Regions from separate parts of the Mus musculus genome. Here region 2 is linked to region 1. A link is a contact called in public HiChIP or PLAC-seq data. All regions are on one chromosome and are shown on one strand. Each heading gives the region's core, a stretch centred on a gene start, on an enhancer-like site or on the middle of the called end of the contact. The rest is flanking DNA. Distances are from core to core; before and after follow the strand shown.

The links. HiChIP or PLAC-seq counts read pairs in DNA pulled down with a chosen protein or histone mark.
Region 2: a contact with region 1 is called in an HNF4G HiChIP or PLAC-seq map of pancreatic cancer cells. The contact joins the enhancer-like site here to the promoter of Pdk1 in region 1. A contact is called at or near these places in 6 of 39 promoter capture datasets (cranial neural crest, hippocampal neurons, neural stem cells and 3 more), 2 of 15 datasets of contacts at CTCF or cohesin (the NIH/3T3 cell line and pro-B cells), 25 of 115 datasets of contacts at active chromatin or transcription factors (the 230-238 cell line, the SCID.adh cell line, Th17 cells and 10 more) and 3 of 9 other capture datasets (adipose tissue, liver and macrophages).

What each region holds. Positions count from the first base shown.
Region 1 is chr2:71,868,078-71,874,877 of GRCm38.p6, forward strand. It overlaps Pdk1 (pyruvate dehydrogenase kinase, isoenzyme 1), which reads left to right and starts at 5,147. Exons shown (of 11, transcript NM_172665.5): 1 at 5,147-5,488. The coding sequence starts at 5,293.
Region 2 is chr2:71,585,637-71,593,211 of GRCm38.p6, forward strand. It overlaps Gm36857 (a long non-coding RNA gene), which reads left to right and starts at 5,693. Exons shown (of 3, transcript XR_374627.3): 1 at 5,693-5,796. Within about 2 kb of position 1,850, at least 1 of the 459 cell types and tissues checked has an H3K27ac peak or open chromatin away from gene starts, as enhancers often do. A contact at or near this core is called in pancreatic cancer cells, where this site is marked.

The DNA of each region.
Region 1 (6,800 bases), core at 3,897-6,396:
GCACCAGGACTTCTTAAGTTAGAAACAAAAAGGTAAGATGAGGGGACAGGGAGAAGGAAGGAGAGAGAATGTGACAGACTATGTATGATCTTACTTGCTCATTCTCTATATGTCCGTGGAGGGTTGGGAAAAGAGAAACAGCACTTTATAAAACAGGTGATGGGTTGGTGAGATGGTAAGGGTAAAAGCTGTCTCCAGGCTGTTGTGGGTTGGTCTAGTGCTATGTATACAAATGCTAAATTCTGAACCCTAAGATCTGGTTGCTCCCATATGAGTGAATACAAGCCTTTGTTGTGTGAGCCTTGCTCCCCAATTTCAAGCTATTGGTTAAATAAAAGTGGCTATAGCCAATTACTGGAAAGAACAGAGGTAGGTGGTGCTTCAGTTACTGGGCTGGGGGTTGTAGATAGGGAGAAAATGAGAGAAAGGAGGAGAAAGAAGACAGAGAGAGCAGGAGGTTTCCACTAGACCAGGAGTACATGGCGGAGGGAGAGAATTGCACTCTGAGGACAAACTGCATCCCAGGCAAGACACAAGTAACAGCAGTAACTTGTGGAGCACAGCTGAGAAATAGGCAATCTAGAAAAATAGATTAGGGATAGTTGTGCTAAAGCTGATTAAATAAATCGATAGGACTGTCTCGGTTATTGGGGTCTGGCCAGGTCATCTTAATAACGAATAGAGTTATTTATAACATGTATAACACCACCAATCCAGGCCCCACCACTGCTGGCAGGTAGAGGTGGAGGGAGATGAGCAGTGCTGTGCTCAATCAAGCAGAAGGATCTGGAGCTCAAGGAATGATCCAGAAAGAAGAGGAAGAAGAGAGAAAGAAGCAAGAGAGGTTGAAGTTAGAGTAGTAGAAGTGGCCAGCCATGGTGGCACACACCTTTAGCCCAGTACTTGGGAGGCAGAAACAGGCAGAGATCTGTGAACTGGAGAAGAGGCTGAGCTGCCTAGTGAGTTCCAGGCCGGCCATAGATATATAGTGAGGGCCTGTCTTAAAAAAAATAAAATAAAATAAAATAAAATGAAATAAATAGAGAGAGAGAGAGAATAGAAATAGATGAGAGGCGCTCGAGAGAAGGCTCAGTAGTTTAGAGTACTTGTTGCTCTTGTAGAGGACCTGGGTTTGGTCCCAGCACCAACATGGACTCTCATGATGATCCAGAACTTTTGTTCCGGGAGATTTGATGGCCTCATCTGACACCCACAGGCACACACATGGTACACATACATAGATATAGGCAAAACACTTATACACATAATAAATCTTTAAAAGATGGATAGGAGGTTATCTGAATGATGTTTATATTCAATTTTAAATTATTTCCTACTGAACCTCTGGCACACCATGTATGTGGAATAGTTCTCATAAAATCCTAATAATGAGATGCCTTTTTTGTTTGTTTGTTTTTCGAGACAGGGTTTCTCTGGGTAGTCCTGGCTGTCCTGGAACTCACTCTGTAGACCAGGCTGGCCTCGAACTCAGAAATCTGCCTGCCTCTGCCTCCCAATTGCTGGGATTAAAGGCGTGCGCCACCACGCCCCACACATAAGATACCTTTTTATTAGCTCTTTAGTAAGGCCTGGGCATTGTGTAAACATATATAACTATACTATTTATGCTACGAAGACTTATGAAGGCATTTGTTGTACTTTCCTAGTACTATATTGATACTCAGTGTCTTAGTTAAGGTTTTACTGCTGTGAGCAGACACCATGACCAATGCCAAGTCTTATAAAGGGCAGCATTTAATTGGGGCAGGCTAACAGGTTCAGAGGTCCAGTCGCATTATTTATCATCAAGGTAGGAGCATGGTATTGCCCAGGCAGACATGGTGCAGAAAGAACTGAGAGTTCTACATCTTCATCTGAAGGCAAATTTAGGAGAATACTGGTTTCCAGGCAGCTAGGATGAGGGTCTTAAAGCCCACACCCACAGTGACACACCTACTTTAACAGGGCCACACCTTTTAATAGTGCACTCCCTGGGCTGAGCATCTACAAACCATTACACTCAGAGAGATTAAGACAGACACACATGGAAAGGCATATGACTGACAGAGCACAGTCAAAGCATTAAGATGCAACCCAGGCTCTTTCCTTTACAATACCCTATTTTCCCACAGCCTCCCAGGGCCATCCTTATAGAGCTGTTTTCTAGACTCCTATCTAAGGGTCACTAACAAGAGCCCCTCCCTCCATGATGTCCATCTGACTGAAATGGCTGTATAACGGACAACAGTTTTCCATGTTGAATTGTGTCTGTTACTCTGTGGTTTCCATCTGCTCTCCGGGTCATCCAGAACAAACTTAATCCTTTCAAACAACAAGCTCTCCTGCATTTGACAGGATGGTGTTGTAAGATACCTGAAATTCCTGCCCCAAATATGCTTCCTTTGGCAGATGGATTTGAGCTACAGGCCACTGGAGAAAAGCAGTAGACAGTGGAACAGCTATAAAAATAGGTTGTTTTGTTAAGGATATTTCAATTTATAATGACTTATCATTTCTCTAAACAATCATTTCACTATACTATATTGGAGATATTATATGCTGGGATTCAAGGCCACTTTTTTTAAAAATTATCATTCCCCAGCTATACAGCACAAATATATGAAATAGGCATCTTTTTCTTGTTTTTGTTTCTTTACAGGGTCTGATGCAACAAAGGACTTAATGTTAGAATAGCCTTAAAGACCCATTAAGAAAAAAACAAGCCGGGCGGTGGTGGCACACACCTTTAATCCTAGCACTTGGCAGGCAGAGGCAGGCGGATTTCTGAGTTTGAGGCCAGCCTGGTCTACAGAGTAAGTTCCAGGACAGCCAGGGCTACACTGAGAAACCCTGTCTCTAAAACAAACAAACAAACAAACAAACAAACAATAAACCAAAAAAGAAAAAACAAAAAAACCAAACCAAAACCAAAAAACCCTCTAGGGGCAGGAGAGATGGCTCAGTGGTTAAGAGCACTGACTGCTCTTCTAAAGGTCCTGAGTTCAATTCCCAGCAACCACATGGTGGCTCACAACCATATGTAATGGGATCTGATGCCCTCTTCTGGTGTGTCTGGAAACAGCTACAGCAGTGTACTCATATAAATAAAATAACTCTTAAACGAAAGAAAAACAAACCTCCATCTGGTGAAGGGGCTAGATTCTCTGGCCTGGGTGGAGAGCTAACATTGCAGTTGGGCAGTGTCAATCACCTGGCCTGGGACTGCTAGGAAAGCAAACTCGCCTTCAGCTATCCTAAATAGGTAGAAGAAATATTTTGTCCTTTAATGAGATATTGTACTTTTCCTTCCCAGAATTCCTCCTTCCCCAACACTGTTCCTATAAACCACCATGAGGTACTGGGTTGGAGTCAGAAAGGCACAATTTTCCCTTTTTTCCTCCCTCCCTTTACCCCCTCCCTCTTTGATGCTGCTTTTTCTGATACTTTGGGCTTCCTTACCCTTTTCTCTAAGGCCCCCCTTCCCACCCTGTGGCAGACCTCCATCTGACCTCCATGCCAGTAACTGGAGCAGCATAGGTCTTTTCGTTGGTTTGTGCTTTTTTGTTTGTTTGTTTGTTTGTTTTCTTTCTTTACCCCATTCTCCTCCTCCAGGCAGCTGCTGAGATGCACAGCTTGTTTACCTTGGAGGTTTTTTTTTTCTTCTTTTAAACTTTAATAAAATTATCCTTGAGCTTCCACTTTAGTCTATTCTTAAACTCTTTTCTAAATGAGACTAAGAACCCCAAGAGGAGACCACAATTTCTACTGGATACTTGAGGAAAAACAATTTTTCTTTCTCTAGAATCAAAACCACTTGCTTTTGTTTCCATGCGGACAATATCCCCGCTTTGTGCTACACACAGTTTGTTGGATACAGAATAACAGCTTTCTTTAAAGGGACTCTGATCTAATTTCTGTTTTTCTGTGTATGTTGGGGGAGGGTGGGCAGGTATTTGTTTCTTTGTTTTCAGATAGGAGTCAGAATAACAGGCTGGCATGATTTCGGATGACCTTAGAATTCTCACCTCCCACATTGCTGCTTCCACTTGCAGATCGCTGAAATTATAAACCTGGGCCAACACAATGTGGGGGGGTGGGGTGGGGGGGGTTGCTTTTGTTTTTTCTTTCCTTGTGCTGGGGATGAAACGCAGGGCTTTGGATATGAGCTACATCCCAGACTTCATGATTTGTGTTTTTTCAAAACCCAATAGCGAGCGGGGCAGTGGTGGCGCATGCCTTTAATTCCAGCACTTGGGAGGCAGAGGCAGGTGGATTTCTGGGTTCGAGGCCAGCATGGTCTACAGAGCGAGTTCCAGGACAGTCACGGCTATACAGAGAAACCCTGTCTCATAAAACATAAACAAAACCAAAACAAAACCCAAAAGCGACCAGCATGGAGCTATGAAGTGTTATTCGGTGTGTATTCTACATAATTGATAAACTTCACACGTGGCAGGATAGTTTTCTTGCACCTAAGACACAGCAAATGTTAGGGTAGTTGGATGGGGACTTTACAGTGTTCAGAAGACAGACGTGATTTTCGTGGGGTTAGATATTAAATATGTTCTAATTCTACATTCACTATCTCTATACATTGAAAAGATGGAGCAGGCACATTGTAACTCTAAGATGAGTTAACAGAAAAAGAGCGAGTAGTCTTTAAGTACTGTGGCAATATTGCTTGCATAAAGTGTTTCAACGCGCTCTTCCCGGGACTTTCGTTGCTGTGGAATTCTTTAGAGCCACACCCCCAAGTTCAACTCTTGTACCACTGTTCGGCTGCACCTGCAAATCAAGGGCTTGCATGATCCAAGGGCAATGAGAACAGGCTCATTGCCAACGATCTCGCACAGCCTAGAGCTTTTCCGCTGAGACTGGGAGGGCGGAGGAAGTACGAAAGGGTGCAAAGGGGTGCAACACAGCGCAAGCTGGATCGTTTAAGCCGGGCTCCCACGGCGGCCACTCGCTCCGGGTGGTTTCAGCTGCACCACACCCCACAAAGCTCAGCAGCGCTCCCTTTTTTTTTTTCTTTCCCCGCCTCCGTCCTCCCAGGGCCCCGCCTACATGGGCGTGTCTTTAACCAGGGGCGGTGGCTAGCGCAGCCTTTCGCCCTCCTCCGTGCTGTCCGTGCTCCGCCTACGGGGGCGTGGTTCCAGCGAGGGGGCGGTGGCCGCAGCGCTGACAGCAGCTCCCCGCCCCCGCGGCCAGCCACGTCCCGCACGTAGCGCCCGGGCAGCGGCATACAGCCGCAGGTTGGCGCCCGGAGCTCCGGCTCCTCCGGCGGGGCTCGGTATGAGGCTGGCAAGGCTGCTGCGGGGCGGCACGAGCGTCAGGCCGCTCTGCGCCGTCCCCTGCGCCAGCCGTAGCCTGGCCTCGGCCTCGGCCTCGGGTTCCGGGCCGGCGTCGGAGCTTGGCGTTCCGGGCCAGGTGGACTTCTATGCGCGCTTCTCGCCGTCGCCACTCTCCATGAAGCAGTTCCTGGACTTCGGTGAGGGCGGCCGCTGGGCCGTCGGGCCTCTGTGCACGGGCCCCGTCCTCCCAGGCGCACCCCTCCTCCTCCCTCGTGTCGCCCCCCCTGCGTCTTAGGTGCTTCCTTCCTCCTCGGAGGGAGCGGGCGCTGGAAGGCCGGGCACGTAACAGGGACGTGCGACTATAGTGTGTTTAAAAAAAAAAAAAAAACTACAAACCCAAAAAAACAAAGCAGGGGGCCCGCGGCTGCAGCCTTCCGCGCACGTGCGTAGGTGCGCGCTTGGGGACCTGGTGTCTTTGGGGATGCCTTGCTCAGGTTCAAGGCCAGGGCTCAAACTGCTTCGAGGGTGGTGTTCTGCAGAGGCGAGATCGGTGCCAGCACAGTGGCGATCGTTTGGAGTGGCGTGATGGCTGGAAAACAAGTTACTACTGGCCCAGTGCTTTCCTCGCCAGTGTTTTCACCGAGAGCAAATTCGTTTCAACAGCAGCCAGTCTCAAGCACGTGTAAAGTGCATGGTCTTGTCTGTGTGTAACAGATTGCAGAACTGCAGAATTAGGCCTTTGACTTTTGGCTTCTCATCAGGAGTAATGAGGCGGAAAGGGAAATGCTTAGAATAAACTCTTAACATTGAAATCCGAAAGTTCTGGAGTAGAAAAAGTTATCTTCTGTGTCGTGCTGCCAGGTTATAACATGGTTAGCACGCACGAGAGATTAGTGGTGGGGGTAGGTACTTTATCTTAAAATTGTGGTTTGAAGTGACAGGTGCTTTTCCTTGTGTTTCTTTAGTAAGGGACTATGAAAGGCCCCCGTTTTGTGTGTGTGTTTTGCTTTTATTTGTGAATGCCTGTACTGTGGTGTAGCAATGTTCACCTTGTTCATGAATACGCTATTAAACTTTGGCAAGATGCTTTCCTTAATAATACTGCTACTGTTGACAAGATAGTTTTCTGCTAAGGTTCCATCTGCGAGGTCCACTTAGTTTCAAATGGATTGCTGAAATGTGACTTTTTTAGTTCAAGTGAAGGTGCTTGCCAGGGGAGGGACACTTATCAACTCTTCTGCCAAACATCTGGATTCAAGAGTGGAGGAAGGGGGAGGTGATGGTCTCAGGAATCAGACAACTGAGCTGGTTCCACTTGATGGTTGGTGATACTGTGTTGATGGTCTTTGCCTTCTGTTGCCTGAAAACCTCTGTACTGACTGTGTTCTGGTGGTATTTGTTCTGGTGGTTAGTATTTGTGTCTAGTCAATGACTTGGGTCAGAATTTACTCAAAAGTCGAGAGTCAGGATTTCTTTCTTTTCCTTTTTTTTTTTTTTTTTCTTCTTTTT
Region 2 (7,575 bases), core at 600-3,099, 290 kb before region 1:
ATTCAGATGACGTTCTCAACTCTGTCCCCATTCTCCATCCACTGTGTCTCAACTCTGTTCACCTCTGCCTGGCTGGGTCATGTCCTTGTCTACACTGCTCAAAGGCCTGGAGAAAGAGACACATTTTCCTTTCAGGACTTAGATGCCAAATTTTAGAGAAGTTTCTGGTTGGTACAACTTAGAATATTGTTTGTCCCTCAACTAATACTCGTGGCTGGGATGCCTTTGAATGTGTTGTTGGGTGGAGAGTGGCTTCTGTCTCTAACCAGGTTCTTGTCCTTCTTCAAGGGTGGAGTGGACAGACAGTAAAGGGTACTAAGAGGAGATACTTTACTGAAAATGAGTAAGGCATCTTAAGTCAGATTGCCACGGGGGCTTTAAATAAACCAAATTTGAATTCTCCGTAGCAGCAGGATCTCCATTACGATGCTAAAATGTTACAGCTGGACTGCCCTCCACCCCAAAGGCCTCCTTATGCCAATCAGGAGCCATTCCTTTTAGAGCCCCTGTGCAGCTCTGAGAAGCTTATAGCACTTGCAGGGCCTTAGAGCAGCCAGCGGTCTCCCCTGTCTTCCCTCCCCTTGTGAGTCTAGGAGTTTTCTCTGAAAGCCTCCAAGCCAGAGCTGGGATACAGCTCTAAAGTCTTGTGTGGGGTAGTCTGAATGAAGTCTGTGTGAACTCCAGGTCCCTAGTTGGTGGCGCTTTTTGAGAAGGTTTAGGTGGCACGGAAGCAGTTTTTGAGAGTTTAAAATCCTCTGTCGTTTCTAGTTAGCTTTCCCCGCTTCCTGCTTGGGTTTGAAGATGTGAGCTTTTCCTTCCTGTTCAGACTATTACGCCTCCATTTCACTCATGCCTCCACATTTGTGGACTCCGATCCCTCTGGAACCGAAAGCCCAAATAAACGTTTTTTTCCTCTAGAAGTTGCTTTGGTGATGATGTTTTATCCCAGCAGCACCGAAGTAACTAATACAAGGTGTCTTCCTTCTCCTTGGAGCTTTGTGGGGAAAGTGAGCAGCGAGGTGCTGAGATTGACCAGCTGGGCCCTGATTGGTTGAATCTCTCATATCCATCCAATTAGGGGAGAGCTGTTGAAAGTTAGCATCAAACCGGTGGTGGTGGCGCACGCCTTTAATCCCAGCACTCGGGAGGCAGAGGCAGGTGGATTTCTGAGTTCGAGGCCAGCCTGGTCTACAGAGTGGGTTCCAGGACAGCCAGGGCTACACAGAGAAACCCTGTCTCGAAAAACAAAACAAAACAAACAAACAAACAAAACAAAAAATAAAGAAAGAAAGTCAGCATCATTTCTGGTTGTTGATTGTTTTTTGGTGGCTTTTTTTTTTTGTCATCGCGTCTCCCCCCACTCCCCCCCATATCCCCTGTGGCTGTCAGAAGCTTGACAATAGGGGTTTTGTTTTTCTCTGTATCTCCCTTTCCTCTAGGCTTGAGTTTCCTGTCTATCAGAGAGTCTTGTCCTCCCTGAGTTTGATGCCTGAAGCTCTTTCCATCTGCAGAGGGTCAGGCAGGGTAGGGCCTGCTCTTTGGCAGCCTGGAGGTGGATACTTTGATAGAAACCATCCCATACCGAGGAGGGTTGCTGTTTCCAGACAATGAGCGGAGGGATTGTTAGGTTTCTGAGTGTTAAGAGTGGTTAGCTGTACTTGTTCAGCATTTAGCCTTGTGTATGTCTCCTTCCATGCATCTAATTTGTACACATACATACCGTTAGTTTTGTTTTATCTTTGTTCTTGAGACATGTGTTTCAGATTGACTTACTTAGATGTAGCTGAGGCTGAGCCCGAGTGCCCGACCCTCTCACGCCCATCTCTTCCGTGCTGGGACTTTGAGCACGAGTCACCATGTCTGACCTTTATTACTATTTGTTCACTGTGAAGTCCACGGAACAGAAAATGAGCATGATAGAGCGAGGCAGAGAGGCAGCTGTTCAGAGGACCCCAGTTTACTGTTTACAGTTTAGCTGTAACATTTTAGCATCGTAATGGCGTCCTTCTGCTACGGAGAATTCAAATTTGGTTTATTTAAAGCTCCCGCGGCAATCTGACTTAAGATGCCTTACTCATTTTCAGTAAAGTATCTCCTCTTAGTACCCTTTACTGTCTGTCCACTCCACCCTTGAAGAAGGACAAGAACCTGGTTAGAGACAGAAGCCACTCTCCACCCAACAACACATTCAAAGGCATCCCAGCCATGCCAGGAAGCTCAGAACTCTAGAATTCCACCTTTGGCCTCTATGGGCACCTGAACACACCTACATAAATACATGAACATAATTTAAAATAATAAAAAACCTTATTTTTTATTACTTTTTAAAATAGTCCAGCCATGGTACTCTTCCCTGTTCCCCCCACCCTCAGTGCCCCACCCCATTCCTCCTCCCTCCAGTCTCCAAGAGAATATCCCCCTCTCCCCAACTGTCCCCTGCCAGGCTTTTCCACACCCTGGGGCCTCAAGTCTCTTGAGGGTTAGGAGCGTCTTCTCCCACTGAGGCCAGACCAGGCAGCTCTCTGCTGTATATGTGTCAGGACCTCCGACCAGCTGGTGTTTGCTGCTTGATTGGTGGCTCAGTATCTGAGAGATCCCAGGGGGCCAGGTCAGTTGAGACTGCTGGTCTTCCTATGGGGTCACCCTTCTCACCTTCCAGCTTTTCCCTAATTCAACCACAGGGGTTCCTTGTCTTCTGTCCATTGGTTGGGTGTAAGTATCTGCATCTGTCTCAGCTGCCTTTTGGACTTCTGAGAGGGCAGCCATGCTAGGCTTCTTGTCTGTAAGCACACCATAGCATCAGTAATAGTATCAGGCCTTGGGGGCCTTCCCTTGAAATGGATCCCAAGTTGGGCCATTTACTCGAGTGCCTTTCCCTCAGTCTCTTCTCTGTTGTTGTCCCTGCAGTTCTTTTAGACTGGAACAATTCTGGGCCAGAATAACAATCTTATTTTTAAGTAACACTGTAGTAGGACCGACTGGAGTTCCTTACTAATAAAGAAAGGCGTTAGCCTAGAGAGAGCTAAGCTTGGGGGTGGTTTTCATTTCATTTGCTTAGCACAGAGATGCTATAGTTATCATGATTTTTTCTTAGCCTTGACCATCACATAAACTGGAAGAATTTTAAATGCCTTTGAAGTTGTAAAAGTAGCACAGAAGGAAATCAGGCACAAATAAAACTCCTATCCCTAGACATGACAGCGTCTTTTAGCTCATTCCAGAGACTTCCATGTACTTGCAATTAGGCATGTATATTTTCATTAAACATGTAAGATCGGACTGTATGCTCTGTAGCTTGCCTTTTTTGCACTGGTACCATATTGCAGAGGGTTTCCCTGGACATTGTAGATAGAGGGCCTTCGTTCTGCACAATGATCTACTATATGGCTGTGGACAAATCTATTCCGGAGGATTTCATAGCATTTTACAAGGCACCATTCCCATTGTCCTTTCTACGGCCAGAGACCAGTGGCTCCGAGGTGTGTCAGCCGTTGGCCACCGATGGAAGATGCAGCAGAGCTACTGTGTCATTAGGGATTTCCTAGAGGGAGAAACATTCCCTCAAGGCTGAGTCAGAGCCGGAATCTGGTCCCACTACTTCCCGCATGGTCCTTGCTGTGGTTAACCATAGAGGTGGCTCATTGTTGAGGGTTTGGCAAATGTCTGAGAAAATTACAAGGCTGTGATGGCCTCCCTTCTAGCCGTAGCTACACAGGAATCCACACTAATCTCACAGGATGACTGGCAACTTCTGTCTCCAGCCATCCAAGAAAGCTCGCTGCTGTCTTTCGTTGGATTGTGGCAGCTGTGGGTGTCTGGTCTGCCATCAGAGGATCGGTATTTCGTTTATACTTAGTTTGAAAATGTTCATATTAGATTCAATTGTACCAAATATCTGTCTCTTTCTTACTACGTAGTCTCAGGGCTGTCCAAACAGGCAGGATAACCTCACTAGGGTAGGCCGAGATGCCGTCAAAGCAAAGGAGCCTGACTCGGTTCTTTTCTCTACTCCTGCTTCTGCGTGGCCAGTTTATGTACCACCCTCTTCATCTCCTAAGCCACAGGGAGGACTTTATTTAAACTTGACCCCACTGCTAGAGACTCCAGCCTAGCTAAGTGTGTAATAGAGAAACCCAGGAACTGCAATCTCATCTGGAAGGAGTCTCCTCTCTCTTGCTTTGACCTATATTTCTCTTTTTCTGCCTTCATTGTCCTTCTTTCATGGCTTTGCCTGCAGAAAATCTGTCTTTCTACACACCCCCCTCTCCCGCCACCATGGTGAGTTCAATCTCTGGGCATCAAACAGAAAGATGCCTCCATGTCTGCCGAGTGTCCCAGCTGCCCGGTATATCTTACTGTGGCCGTGCTTGGAGGTGCTGGTAGGCAAGGATTGCCTCTTTTTCACCACATACCACGCTTCTCCTAAGCTGTCCATTCTTCAGCACTAGGACGATACTTGGCTCGAAGCACAGAGATGCTCTGTGATTGTGAGATGATGAATCTGTATAGTTCAGTGTCTTCCTGTGGATTTAGCTTCACAGTCTGAAGTTGCTAGCATCATTTTTAGAACTATCAAATTTATTCCATTCACTGATGCTTGGATTTTGATGATGCATTAATTTATTTATTTACTTAAAAAACAACAACAACAACAACAACAAAACCCAAAACCAAACCAAACCAACCAACCAACCAACCAAACAAACAAACAAAAAAAAACCCAGGGTTTTTCTGTGTAGCCCTGACTGTCCTGGAACTCACTCTGTAGACCAGGTTGGCCTCAAACACACAGAAATCTGCCTTCTCTGCCTCCTGAGTGCCGGGATTAATGGCCTGTGCCACTACCGCCCTGCAAGGTTGTATGTGCCAATTATCCTTGTTTGTTTGTTTGTTTGTTTGTTTGTTTGTTTTGCTTTGCTTTGCTTCCAGAGCTGAGGACCAAACCCAGGGCTTCATGCTCACTAGGCAAGCACTCTATCACTGAGCTAAACCTCCAACTCTGGTGATGCTTTTAAATGTAAGAAAAGTTATTTATTTATTTATTTTACTTATTTTGGATGGAGTCTCATATAGCCCAAGCTATCCTTGAATTCACTATGCAGTAGAGAATGACCTTGAAATTCCAATTCTCCTGCCTCCACTGCCCTGGTACCAGAATTATAGGCATAGCAACACACTCAGTGATGCTTTAACATCTTAGAACTGTTCACATTTTAAAATGAAAGCTTCCCCTGTCTTCCAAACGCCTTAAAAGCAACAGATGATAGCTTTAGCTGTATAGGAATGGATCCAATGTACATCTAAGATGTTTAGTAAATTCTAAAGTCAGAGGGAAGAGAAAAATAAAAGCAGTAAACAGACCCAGGAAATAGCATCTTGCCATGTCAGGGTATGGTCCTCGTTTTACCAGGATATAATTTAGACTCTAGAAACCCTCCTGAGCCGCTCTCTTCAACAAAGGAACAACTTGCAATTTACCAGGAGAGTGGCACGCACTCACCTCCCTGGGTGGTTGCGGTGCCAAGCCTGGGAGGGCTGATAGGAGGAGCGCATGCGCGCTGAGGAAAGGCTGTTTGCTCTAGTTCACACAGCTCATGCGGCCCGCGTTAGACAGGCGCCTCTTCTTTGGGGGTCTCTGGCTGTGGCATCCTTCCCCTGCTGACTGAACAATTTCTCCAAAGCTGTCCTTTTATGGTCTTCCTGAGACGCTGTAGCCCCCTTATGTGGCTTTCACGACTTCAACATTCAACTTTGACTCTGTCTTCTAGAGGCTTCTGGGGAAACTCCATTTCTCAGGTTGGAAGAAACTGGACTTCTATATTCAGGGTCTTCTACCTTACTTTCTGTGACTTCTATCTGGTGACTAATTTTAGGTCGCACTAGCTCTCCTCTCAAGGGATTGCGTGATTGATTTTCTCATCGTTTTCTTTAGGTAGCCCCATATGAGGTCCAGGGCTTTCTCGAGAACGTCATTTAATCTCTTCAAGTCTTATACTCAATTACAATTTTACCCATTAAGTAAAACCTGTACTCATTAGGGAAAAATCAGAATTCAAAGAAAACAGAAGCCATAATTTTAAAAAGCATCAAAACATTTAGGGTTATTTCCCTTTGAAAATGATTTATTTCTATACCCTTTTAATTTTAATATTAGCTTCTGCCTTGATTTTTGTTTTACCAACTCAGCTTGATATCAAGAGCATGCTACACATTAGTAAGGGTTCTTATAAGCTCTTTGAATGCTATCTACTATTCAATCTATGAGAACTTGCCTGCTTACTTCTGACTGTCCACCTTGGGTAGGTGGTTTTTGTGCTGGTCACTTAAATCTTGTGTGTTCCCTTTCTGTTTTCTTGGTACAGAGTCTAAAAATTAGAATTATTAGTTGAAGATGTAGCCAGCCAGCCTCCCACTCTCCCTCCCACCCCCACAGTCTGAGGCACTTAGGTAGGCTAGGCCCATTGCTCCACACCAAGCTTCTGCTATGGTTAAAACAAACAGTCTTAATTTTACATTGTGGTCAAATATAAGTAACATGAAGTTCGCTGGTTTAGCCAGTTTGAAATGTGTTTTTCAGTGGCGTGAAGGGCATTCAGATGGGCATGGTGACACACATCCTAGTCCTACGGCTTACGATGCTGAGAAGGGAAGGTCACAAGTTTGAAACCAGCCTGGGCTACAAAGTGAGTTCCTGGAAAGCCAGAGCTACGTAGTGAGGCCCTGTCTCAAAAACAAAACAAAACAAAAAATGAAACACAAAGTATTTAATCAGCTGAAGGCCAGTTTGTCCACTACCATATTGTCTACAGTTTCTTAAAAATTTCCCACATGTTTTCTTCTCAAAATGTATGCTCTCTGTTGACCCATCTTCAGCTTCACTGATCTGTGCTTCAGAGCTCTACAGCTAGACTTCCAGGCACTTGTGAGCAGGAGAAGTTGGTGTTGGGAACAGATCTCCAGTCCTTTGCAAGAGCAGTACACACTCCTAACCACTAGGCCATCTCTCCAACTCTTGTCAACTCCTGGGCCTGCCCTAATCTGAATTGTAAGCTCCACTCATGTATTCTTCATAACATTACCTACTGCGTCATCATCTCCAGACTTCTGTGTGGCTTCCTCTGTCTTTGTTGATAGTCACTATTCTGGCAAGACAGCTTTTGAATACATTCTCTTTAGGTTTTTAACACAAAGTTTTGTTTTGTTTTTCCACTTCTTTAAAATATTCAATTTTAAAGCTAGCTATGGTGGTGCACGCCTACAATTGTAGAACTTTGTAGGTGGGGTCTGAAGTTCAAGGTTGTCCCTGCCCACACAGTGACTTGGAGAGTTCAAAGCTAGCCTGGGCTACATGAGATCCAGCCTCCCCACCCTCCAAAGCAAAGCAGAGCAGAGCAGAGCAGAGCAGAGCAGAGCAGAGCAGAGCAGAGCAGAGCAGAGCAGAGCAAAGCAAAGCAAAGCAAAGCAAAGCAAGAGTTTTCTTCTTTCTTTTAGGAGTTCTTCCAGATTCTCTCTCATAAATGCATGCCCTTGTCATGCACTAGGCCCTCTTCCCTGCTCCTCACTCTGAGAGAACTT